2 separate regions of the Mus musculus genome follow, and region 2 is linked to region 1. The links are chromatin contacts, called in public HiChIP or PLAC-seq maps. All regions are on one chromosome and are shown on one strand. The core of a region is the stretch at or near the end of the contact, and the rest is flanking DNA. Distances in the headings are between cores, read along the strand shown.

Region 1 (5,633 bases), core at 2,014-4,513:
CGCTGGTCAACAGGCCGAGCCGTGGTTCTGATTGTAACTTAGCTCATTCATGAGCCCCATGACTCAGCCACTGAGTCCATATTAGGATGCTGCCACATCAAGTCATGGCTTGCCTATGGACATGCTGCTGGCTGGCCCAACTCCATCAGAAATAGCTTGGTTCTAATTGGATTCGGTCAGTGCTGCTATCGAGAGCTGCCTGCAGCATACCAGCAGTGGAGTAGGTTCTAGGGGAGCGGCAAAAACATTCTGTTATCAGTCTCTGTGATCTCATGTGAAGAGAGGGGCCATGCGTCTCAGCATAGTCATGTGACGTTTGGGAGAAGGGAGAAGGGATAGCATGGGGAGGGGCTACATTTATGGATGTCCCCTACTGTGGTCAGCTGAAAGGTAGACAAAGGGGTCTGGGGGAACTGAGAACGTGATGTAGAAATGCATTATCACTGTTGGACACCTATCTCCTCCCCCAGAGTCAGCCATGGGCTCACCGAGAGATGTTAGGGACTGGCTTTCCCCTGTGTGAAGGGAGGGCTTTAGGTTCTTGCTGCAGGACCTGGCCCTCACTGTTGTGCCGTAAAGCATACCGGTTCCTTTTTCTCTATACATCTGTGGTGAAGCTTAGCATGCAGCTTCCATTGGATGTCCAAATGCAGCACCTGAGAGTCTCAGCCACCCTCTGACATGCCTCTGTAGGAGACGTTGTCTGTGGTTAGCTCACTTTCCTGTCCTTTCTCTGCAGGTCCAGTGTCACAGCTACACAGGATACTGTTGGTGTGTTACACCAAATGGAAGACCCATCAGTGGCACTGCTGTGGCCCACAAGACACCCAGGTGCCCCGGTAGGTCTGACTAATGCTGGCTCCAGGGAAATGACTTCCTGTTTCTCTTGGTCATCTTACTCAGATTCCCTCACAAATCAAAAGGACACTTAGAGAGGGGGAATGTGGGATGTGCTCACTGGACACACCACTGCACATAGACCTGGAGGGATAAAAAAAAAAACCAAAGACTTTTGTCTACATGTTGGGGCAGGGGACAGCTCACCATAGGGACACACTTGGGCCTGAATCATTTGAAAATATAACCACAGAGGCTCGAGTCACCAGCTTGAATGACCCATTGTTTTCCTTGGCCAAAAAAAGCAAAAGATCCGGCATTTATATACATGGGTTTTCAAAGAGAAAGTGGGTCTTTGCTCACTGTTGAGTTTCCAGACATTTATGTGTGATATTTTATTACTCAGACAGGAGCTTGATGTACTGAAAGTAACAAGCCTGGCGGCCTCGCAGTCTATAAAATGGTCCCTTTTCCACTAATATTTTACCAAAAAAGGTTATAGATGATTCAGATCATTTTTATGTGAAAATGGTCTCCCGCCCGGGCCTGACTAACTTGCTGTCTGCTGAAGGAGTCTGTCTGATGAAGCTGAGCGTTCTTGTCATCCAAGTCTTTGGGTTGTAATATGAAAATAGGGCTAGGAACGTAAGGCACACATTTCTCCAAGTTTGCCACTTGAGGGTTGAAATGTTCGTGTCTGGAGCTAACTGTCAGACTTATTTTCTATTTAAGGGCCAGGCACTGCCTGCAGAGATTCCATTTCTTACTGTGGTCCAGGCAGAGGAACTGGGCACGGGATCGTTGGCTGTGGCCTCCTCAGGTCTTTGCGACAAACCCTGTATTTTAGAGCCTGTTCATCTCTGAAACCGACATGTTCTATGTTATGTAGAGTGGAAATACATTTGTTTATTTCAAGACTGTTTTACCACTGAAACCTACAATGGGCTATTTTTTCCCTATGAGCTGATGTTTACATTGAATAGTTCCTGTACAGAGTTCTGGAGGATAAGACAGACCTGCTCCCCTGGGAGAAAGCAGAGGGCAGGGAAATAGGGTTCCATGCCTTCTGAAATTTAGGGGAGGGATGTGGGGGAATTGGGCATCCTACTCTCACCCCACAGAGACAAAACTGACAATGTAGCCTTACATAATACAGTGGACATCTTCCTTCGTCGTGACACAGCCTGATGGAGAAATGGGGTAGTGGGCTTCCTTTTACACTGGGCTGGCCTTGATAGCAGGTGAGAGTGGCCCTGATATTGTCTGCACATCCCAGGGAGCTTATGCTTTGGATATTCCCATGTTATCAGCAACCAGGCGATGTTCAGCACAGGTGGTGCACAACACAGGTGTGTGTAGGTGGTGTATGACACAGGTGGTACATACTGTTCTCCAGTTATAAATTATTTGTTAAACTGGGGTAAATTAGGTTAGAAATGGGCAGAAGACAGCAAATTTTTGTCAGAATTTTATACACACACACACACACACAAACACACACACATATGTATACATATGTATGTATGTACATGTCTAAATGTGGGTGTATGTGTGTATATGTAGGTATTGTATGTACATGGTATATGTGTGCATGTATGTATATATATATATATATGTGTGTATATATACACATTCACATGTTTACACATGGGTGTATATATGTATATGTGAAGTACATGTAAGTATGTGCCTGTGTATACATGGTATGTATGTGCATGTATATACATAATATATATGTGTACATGGTATATATGTATGTGTAATATGTTTACATGTATGTATGCCAATATGTGTATGTGTGCACATGTGTGTGTATGAATTTGTGTCTGTATGTGCTTATTAGGACCATGTGTAAACATACTCTGTAGCATCTAAGTGGGGATAGAGGCTGGTGTCCCTTCTATGTCTGTACCCAATGACATAGTACAGAACTCCTCCCCAAGCCCTTAGTTGAACCAGGAAGACCTGGTATGCTGAAGCCATCGATGAAGAATAGCTCAGTTCCAAAGTGGTCAAAGCAGTAGAGGAGGGTGTCCTTGTGTCTTCATACCAGGGCATCAAGGTTAGAGTCCCACTAGGACTCTCAGAACATGGGGTTGGAGACAGAAACCCAGAGGTGACTGTGTGGCAAGGGAGAGGACAGAACAATAGACCACCCATGGCAGTGTGTAAGCTGGTCACTCAGGACCCAGCACTTTCCTTCTGGGAATGGACCCTGGAGGAACACAGCTGGGTGGTGCAGACATGTGGCTGGCCTACAGCAACACTAGCTGTAAAAGCCAAACCCTGGGACTGCCTGTAGGATAACACAACACAGAGTGCTAGCCTCACAGTAGGATAAACATCAGTGCAGACAGTTACACACTCCCTGTCTCTCTCACTGGTGCCACGGAGCTGACAGCTGTGTGAGTCAGAAGACACAGGAAAGCACAACATGGGGCAGGGAATTTACAGCTCTGAGGAGACAAAACCAGCCCTGGCCTGGAGGTGTCCAGCAGTGACCACAGAGGAATGGAGCTGATAGACGGACATACAATAAAAGGGATTTGTCATATTGCCTTACATCCTGTGACCAGGATAGCCAGGCAGCGGCTGTCTCCAGAACCCAGTAGCTGATCAGTCCCCGAGGCTGGATACCCTGATCCAACTCCCCCTCTCACAGATATGCAGAGTGGCTGATGTCTTTGTCGCTGCCAGATCCAGTTGACTGACATCCCACTGGGCTTGGACATCTTTGTTTACATTATGAATCTGGATCCACAATTGTCTTGAGGGATCAGGATGGAAAAGCCCTAATTCCTTTCTTATAAAAAGCCAGTCTCCTTCACGGGTTTCCATGGTGCCAACCTCCACTGTCAGCCACTACTTGAACTAATAAGTAATTAACCTCAGATCGTAAACCAGTGACCTCCTCATCCTTCTGATCCCCTGTGGCGACATAGGTGTGAGGGGCAGAGGGCTCAGGCAGAAGAGACAGTGTAGAGATGTCAACCTTTACCTCCTCTTTCTGTCTTACTCCTCAATGGGCATTCCTGAGCCACCAGCCTCTTCCCACCACAGGGCAGTGCTTGGCCAGTTCTTGCAGTATTCCTGTCTGGATTTGTTTTGCAAGAAACCCACTCACTGTTCACTGTTACTGCTGCTACTGCCAAGCACTGGCCACCAGCGAGTGGAGCCTGGCAGACTCTGGTGCAGCCTGGAGCCTGGGCCAGCAATGGACAAGCATTGCAAGCACTGCAGACACATACAGAATACCATCTGCTATCGCAGAGGGGTGGTTCTCATAAATAAGGGCAGGTCTGGCAGGTGTAGCAGAGGGTCTCATTTCTGAGTGCTATGGACTCTGATGCCTTCTGGATTATGTCTGTGCATCTATCAGGTATACAAAAGGGAGATGTCCTGAGGAAGACTCCTGAGGTTGTGGTGTTGGTGGGGACAGCTTCAAGAAGAGTGGTGAAGCAGTTTGAGAAAGCCAATGACTAAGGCCATGGTGTTGTGGCCATGGAACCTCTGCTCTAATGAGTTGGCAGCTCCTTCACTGTCTACGTGTAGAGCACACAGAGTGATGTCACTTTGAGGGGACAGTCAACATTGTTGCTGCTGGCTTGCTTCTATATGAGGTCACCACAGTACCCATTTGCTGCTTTGTGGTTGTGGCATTCTTGAGGCAGTCTTGCTCTGTAGTGTAGGCCAGTCTCAAATTTGAAAGTCCCCTGTGCCTCAGCCAAGTACTGGGGTTACAGGCGTCATACACTCTGCCTACTTTGTAGGCGAGAAAATAGGTTTAAAGGGGGTAAATCCAGACGTCGGCCAGGTCGCAGAGCTGAGATGCACTGAGGGCCACATCCTCTCCTCTCCTACCATGCTGTGTCTTTCAATACCAGCTTAATCTTTCACATCATGCTCATGGCCTCTTGCTAGAGAATGAGAGAGCAGAAGCCATCGGCAGCTGCTAAGTGACAAAGGAAAATGTTTATCCTAACACAGAGAGCACAGTCCATTTTTTCTTTTCTTCCTCCAACCTTTCTGCCCTCTCCAGTGCCTCTCCCAAGAAAAGGCATATGATCTGTGGAGTTGGTGATTTCTAGGGCGATTCTTGCTGTGTTAACTGTCCTCTGTGGGAGACACTGGCTCTTTTAGGTGAGTGAGTGCCACCTGTCTGAACAGATGCCACCACACCAACCAGCTGCTTCCATGGTGTCCATAGCATACACTTCACCCCTTACTTGGGAAAAGAGCTAGCATGTTCTTAGGGCACTGCCCTCTGTGAGGCTGTGGGTAGCCCTTTGTTCTTGCCATGCGGCTGGATCTGTATTTTAACCAGCTACCAGGGCTGCAAGCTCAAGAGTCCAGTACTTCTCTGTAATACATGGGCCACACCCCTATAACACCCTTTACAGTTGCTAAACATGGCACCTTACTTAAAAGACCCCTTTCACAAGGCAGAGGCTCACTGATAGAGGACATTTAGTGTGCTCTTCTGGTGCTGGTCCGGGGAGTGACACATCATGGGCAGCCCACTGTGGATAGTAATGGCAAGCAAGCTCTGTGAGAAATCCCAGCTGCCCTGTTGGTCCTGGATTTCCTTGGTTCTCCCACTATCTTGGCTGTCGATCTGTGATCAGTTCCCTTCCCAGTCCTTGATGACAGAACCTTGCAGGGAGGCTGGGACAGAAAGCCATGGAGTCTTTGATCCTGGACAGAATCCAGATCCCACCAAATCAAACTCCTTATTTCACAATGTTTGGATGGCATTGTGTGTGATCGGGGACACTTGGTTCTATAGTGAAGCTCTT
Region 2 (5,633 bases), core at 1,446-3,945, 400 kb after region 1:
CACATGGAGTTATCTTTACTGCGTATTAATGTATGATGTCCCAGCTTACTATGAGTAGTGCCACCATTAGACTGACTATCTATAACTGGGCTATATAAACTAGATTGGCTATTCATAATTGGGCTATATAAACTAGCTGAGCAGTGATAGGGTGAGCCAGTATACAGCCTTCTTTCCTTGAGCTCTTTCCTTGACTGTCCTCAAAGGCAGGGCTGTGACAGGGAACAATAAGCTGAGTCAGCCCTTTCCTCCCCAAGTTGCTTTTGGCCATGGTAGTTATCACAACAGGAAGCAAACCTGAATGGTCCACTTTTAATATAACATCCTCAAACTTCTCTAATATAAAAAGACACATGTATAGTCCTGTTTCCATTTTCATCCTATTAGCTTTAATGAAGAAGAGCTGTGTATCACAGAACCACACCAGAGAACATCGTATTTAATTCATGTTCCTAAAAGAATGTCCCAAAGCAAACAGAAAGAAGCTGACAATTTAAAAGAAGCATTTTTATTTATTTGCCTGTGTGAGTATATTGTCATGTGAGTGCCAGAGGCCAGAAGAGAACATTGGATTCCCTGGAATTGGAATTAAAGGTGATTGTAAGCCACCAGACATGCGTGCTGCGAATTGAACTCCAATCCTCTGCAAGAGCGGGGGAACTCTTAACTGCTGAGCCATCTCTCCAGCCCCAACTCTGGGGTGTTGGTTTTGATATGCTATGTGACAGTACTTGTGTATTTCTTCTCCTTCCTTCCATGAAGTGAACTTGTCAAGTAGGAATTTCTGTCTCTAACTTAAAGTTGACAAAAATCAAGCCATCAAAGGAATTTGTCCCCAAGTCACAGGCCTAGTGCCAAGATAAGCCAATCCCTTTGCACAGTGGACTGCAGGGATGCACAACAGTTTGGCTGTATCTGTGATATCTCGTGTACTCCTCGGCTTCTCTCCAAGCCCAAGGAGATTTCTTTCCTTTCCTTTGTGCGGTGACAACCTGTCTTCCATTTTCTGTTTCCATTGTCACATTAACCAAACGCATTCTGCTTTGATCTCCCAAAGGAGTGACTCAGACTGTAGACGTAGGCTTTTCTGTGAAATTTCCAAAAAGATAAAAACCAACGTTTAAACTCAATCTGTTTCCTGTGTGGCACTCCAGAGGATGATTTCAGGAGACAGACATGCGTGTGGGAACAACCGACGGGCGCCTCTTCCTACAGGCTTCGAAGCTGCAAACAAGCTCTCAGCCTGATGCAAGAGTGTTATTGAAAAACCCAGAAAAACATTCCGTATCATTGCCTCCTGCTGAAGGGATGAGACCCAACTCAGATACAGGCTCTGACAGTTAGTGAATGGAGCCTCATCAAAGAAATCCCACTGAGAGCCCAGCGGAGATATTCACTGGGTTTTATAAACACACACATGCTCTTCAGATCCTTACCACACACAAAGAAATATTAAAAGTAGAACTGAAAAAGATTTTTGTGGCTTTTTATCCTAGGGAACTATTGCCTAGCAGCTTCCTAAAACTAAGCGACGTGACATAGGTTCTCAGTAGTGTAACTCGTAAGGCAAACAATAAGTCTGAGAAGGAGAAGACAGACACTGAGCACCAGCTGCCTTAAAGTCACAGCCTGGTCCCTGACCTAAGTCCAAATCCTCCAGAGGGAACATTGCTTTGTGACTGGCCTATTCATGTATGTCCATGTATGTGCGTGCATGTGTGTGTATGTGTGTGTGTGTGTGTGTGTAATGTTCAAATGAGTTTCTTTATGTGTGTGTGCTAACAGTGTATGTATGCACCTATCTGTATCTGTTACTGTATAAGTGTGGAGTATGTGTGTGTGTGCTCAAAGTGTGTATATGCAACTATCTATGTATCTGTGTCTGTGTGTGTAAATGTGCAGTGCACGTGTATGTGTGTGTGCTCAAAAGTGTTTATATGTGTGCATGTGCTAAAAGTGTATGTGTGTGCCTATCTATATATCTGTGATTGTGTAAGTGTGGGGTGTGTGTTTTTAAATGTGTTTCTGTGTATGTATGTGTGTATAGGCACTTATCTATGTATCTGTGACTGTGTGTGTGTCATGTGTTTGTGTGTGTGTGTGTGTAAGAAGTATATCCCTATAGTGTAAACTATTAAAGAATAAAGAGTTCTGACACTTGGAGAAACAGGCATGGCAGGATTTCTCTCCCCATGGTAGTGTAGGTTGTGTGGGTTTCTTTTTTCCATGTAGCAAAGTTCCCAAAGGAGGGATTGAATAATAGATGATGGTTTAAACTCTAGAATGAAACACGTATCAGAACCTAGTCCATGTTGGGTGGGTAGCCAAGTGGTCATGTTACGAAGAGGTGAATAAGGCTCATACTCTGCTTTTAAAAAGATCAGTAGAAAAGCAGAATTAGCAACTGGGTCATGACAGCTGCATTACGGCGTGTTAACTAAGAAGTTGGGCTCTGGGTATGTTTATCTCACCGTGAGATCAGGAAACACTAGTGAAACACTGCAGTCCCAGCATGTGCTGAACTGGGATAAAGTGGAGCTCACTACCTGATCTCTGTAGAGTGAGATAAAGCCCCATATGAGATATATTCATACAGTCGCCTATAAAAAACAGCTGGGTTATAACTGTTAAAGGAGGAATGACACCAAATAAAACTTAAGAGTTTGTATGAGCGAAGGGTGATTCATGATTTGACTCATAATCTCCTTCCAGATTTGTGCTAAGGCCAGAAGGAGGTTATGGCCTCTGATTCCCGGGCTTCTCAGGCCGGGTACAAAAGCACAGGAGAAAAAGAACTGATTGCCACCACTGGCAGTCTGCTCCACGCTGCCATGGCCTGCCACATGGCCAGGATCAGCTCATTGGCTAAATCATGATTCACAATTATTCAATTGTGAGATGCCTCTAAGTTCACATTTGACAGTGTCAGGGTTCACAGAACCAGCCGAGACTGGGGCATCCTGCTGACCTGTTTTTCCAATCCAGTCTCAGAAATTCCCTCTGAGTCTTGACCTACTGACCAAGAGGACAGTATAGGAGCCACTCAGTCACCAGCATGGCTGCTTTGTCTCTGTCTCTAAGTGAGACTCACAAGGCATACCAGGCCACAGAGAAAGCCTTGTGTTGTTCCTTCCGCTATCTAGCCTGCTGCCTGTTACGGTAACTACAAATCTGCATGGGAGAACGGGGACAGCGTACAGGGCAGCAGAGGTTACAGGAGGAACTCGGAAGATTCCTTCTAGATACCGGAGGCTTTGCTGCCATCCAGGCCTCAGCAGCCAAATGATAGAAACAACAGACAGTTAGATATTAGTCCCTGGGAGAAAACTATGGGCATCTGTGAGTACAGAGGATATGAGTCAAGGGTCCAAGGTGTGATCCCAGAGCCATCTTCCCGGCTACAGTTTGAAGGGCTCTGGCTGAGGAAGCCTGTCTTTGAAAGCTCCTTCAGTGCCTGTAGCCATGACAGATGCCACTCAGCTGTCCAGCCCCATTATGCAGGGCTTTAGGCGCTCCTCAATCTACAGATGCTGGCACCATAGAGAAGCAATAGAACCAGGAAATAGCATCACCAAGAACTCTGAAGTTCCCAAAGGGAGTATAGTATTTTCTTTATAACTGTCCTCATTTCTGCCAGAGATCATCACAGCAAGACCAAGTTAATTTAGGCTCATTAAACACAACTTGGATACTTACAGAAGTGCAGAACGGCCTCTGGCTCACCACATGGTGTATGTCTAGTTGGTTGCAACTTTCACAAGGACTCTCTGAGCCACTCAGTACTAGAAAGGTAAGCATGTTAACTACTTTGAGACATCCTGGGAGTCCTCTGAGATACCCAGAGTTAGATATTTCTCCCAGGGACTAATAGCAAAAGAACTCTGTTTACAATGTCATTGTGAGATGGTTTAAAACACTGTATTAAGTAAGGCTACAAGTCACTATGGAGCCCTGCTTGGTTTCCCAAAGGTACAAACACAAGACCTAAAACCAAATACAGAAAGTTAGAGAGTTGTAGAAAATCCTGTCAGTATTAAGAAAGATACTCATCTCCCTCAGGTGAGTAGAGGCAGGGAAAGCTGGTGGTTAACACAGGGGATGGTTTTGATGTTTTAGCTTCATTCAAAGCTTCATTTGCCCTAACCTGAGGTCAGGTAGACATGGTGACTAGATTCTTAGAAGAGTTGCCGGCATGCTTAGAGCAATGCACACACACATCATGCTTGGAGCAGTGCACACACATACACACATACGCACACAGAAGCAAATGCACTACAGCCATTCACACTTGCATTTTATACATAATTGTTTACACACACACACACACACACACACATACACACTCCAGTGCCTTCCTGCAGGCCCTGACCAGCACAACAGTCCATCCCTGATTACTAGTGAAGTCAAACAAAGAGGAAGAGGCCCTTCCTCCCTGCCTCTGATGATGATCTTCACAGAAAAGCAACAGCTTCCTCAAGACCATCCTTACTCCAGTAGCTGCTGTCTGTTTGTCCTTATTCCGGTAGCTGCTGTCTGTCTGTTTGGGAGAAATTGATACTTTGGGACAAAACACTTACTTTTATCTTAGTGTTATTTAGCATTTTCTCTATTTCCCAAGATCATCTCAAATGTACCTTTTTAAGTCGAAGGTCCAGTGGAATACTCCAGACATGAGTTCACTCTGACGGGAATCATCATGACATCCCATCCCACATGGCAGGTGTTCCTTTCTAGTTTCTGTTTCCAGCAATAGTTCAGGAATGAAGAATTCAAAGTCTTGGTCTAACTTTGAAATCTAGTCCTTGTGGAAAACCGCCACTTGGGCTGGATCTTTGCTAATGGCCTGTTGCATTCTGGGTGTTTTCCATGGCCTCAGATTCTACTTCTTGTGTACCCTCACCAAACTGATGTGGACAAGTGGATGCCAAAGTATTTCTGAATCACCCAAGAGCTAAAAGAATGACTTTTTAGAATAGCATGAGGTTCTAAAAAGAAAGCCACCCTCAGAAGCAATGGAACTTACAACATTTCTCTGTGATCAAAACTACCATAAAGTACATTGTGTCCTAAGCACTCAAGGGAAGGAGGAGCCTGTGGGTCACTGGTCACTGTCCTGAAGTGAGAGTAGCTGGAGACACCACATAGCACAGACATGAAGCCATGGAGGTCTGTCCCTTCCTGTCCTTGAAGCCACCATCACCCTGTATAGACCTCAGAGTCACCCCTCACTTGGAATTGTGACCCAGGATCTCTTCACAGATCCACACAATCCTTTCTCCTAGAAGAGTTTACTCCACACTGCCAAGTTCCCTGTCTTCTGTCTGGAAGCCTGGAAGATGTAGAAAGGGAATCCCTGGGCAGGACGATTGTTAGCTGATACAAGGAGATGCTGGCAGAGTCTCTCCCTTAGCTAATTACTATTTATACCCCCATTCCTTATATGCTGGTGATAAGCATGGTGCACACCTATCAGTCTTCATGAGGTTAGCTGACGTGAGTTCTTCCACAGAGCCTGGCCAACACTTTCTGAACTACGTTTGAGGTCTGTAAAACCCAAGGCCCAGACCCTAACAGATAACCTCCTGGGATCCCAGGCTACATCTTAGTGTGTTCTACATGGTAATGGAGACATC

Evidence for each region. HiChIP or PLAC-seq counts read pairs in DNA pulled down with a chosen protein or histone mark.
Region 2: a contact with region 1 is called in a CTCF HiChIP or PLAC-seq map of the NIH/3T3 cell line, with 6 read pairs. The contact joins two enhancer-like sites.

The regions. Positions count from the first base shown.
Region 1 is chr17:14,336,923-14,342,555 of GRCm38.p6, forward strand. It overlaps Smoc2 (SPARC related modular calcium binding 2), which reads left to right. Exons shown (of 13, transcript NM_022315.2): 4 at 740-839. Among named protein-coding and RNA genes, the nearest start is that of 4930474M22Rik, 59 kb to the right of the region's middle. Within about 2 kb of position 3,264, at least 49 of the 459 cell types and tissues checked have an H3K27ac peak or open chromatin away from gene starts, as enhancers often do. A contact at or near this core is called in the NIH/3T3 cell line, where this site is marked.
Region 2 is chr17:14,732,991-14,738,623 of GRCm38.p6, forward strand. No RefSeq gene overlaps it. Among named protein-coding and RNA genes, the nearest start is that of Thbs2, 42 kb to the left of the region's middle. Within about 2 kb of position 2,696, at least 42 of the 459 cell types and tissues checked have an H3K27ac peak or open chromatin away from gene starts, as enhancers often do. A contact at or near this core is called in the NIH/3T3 cell line, where this site is marked.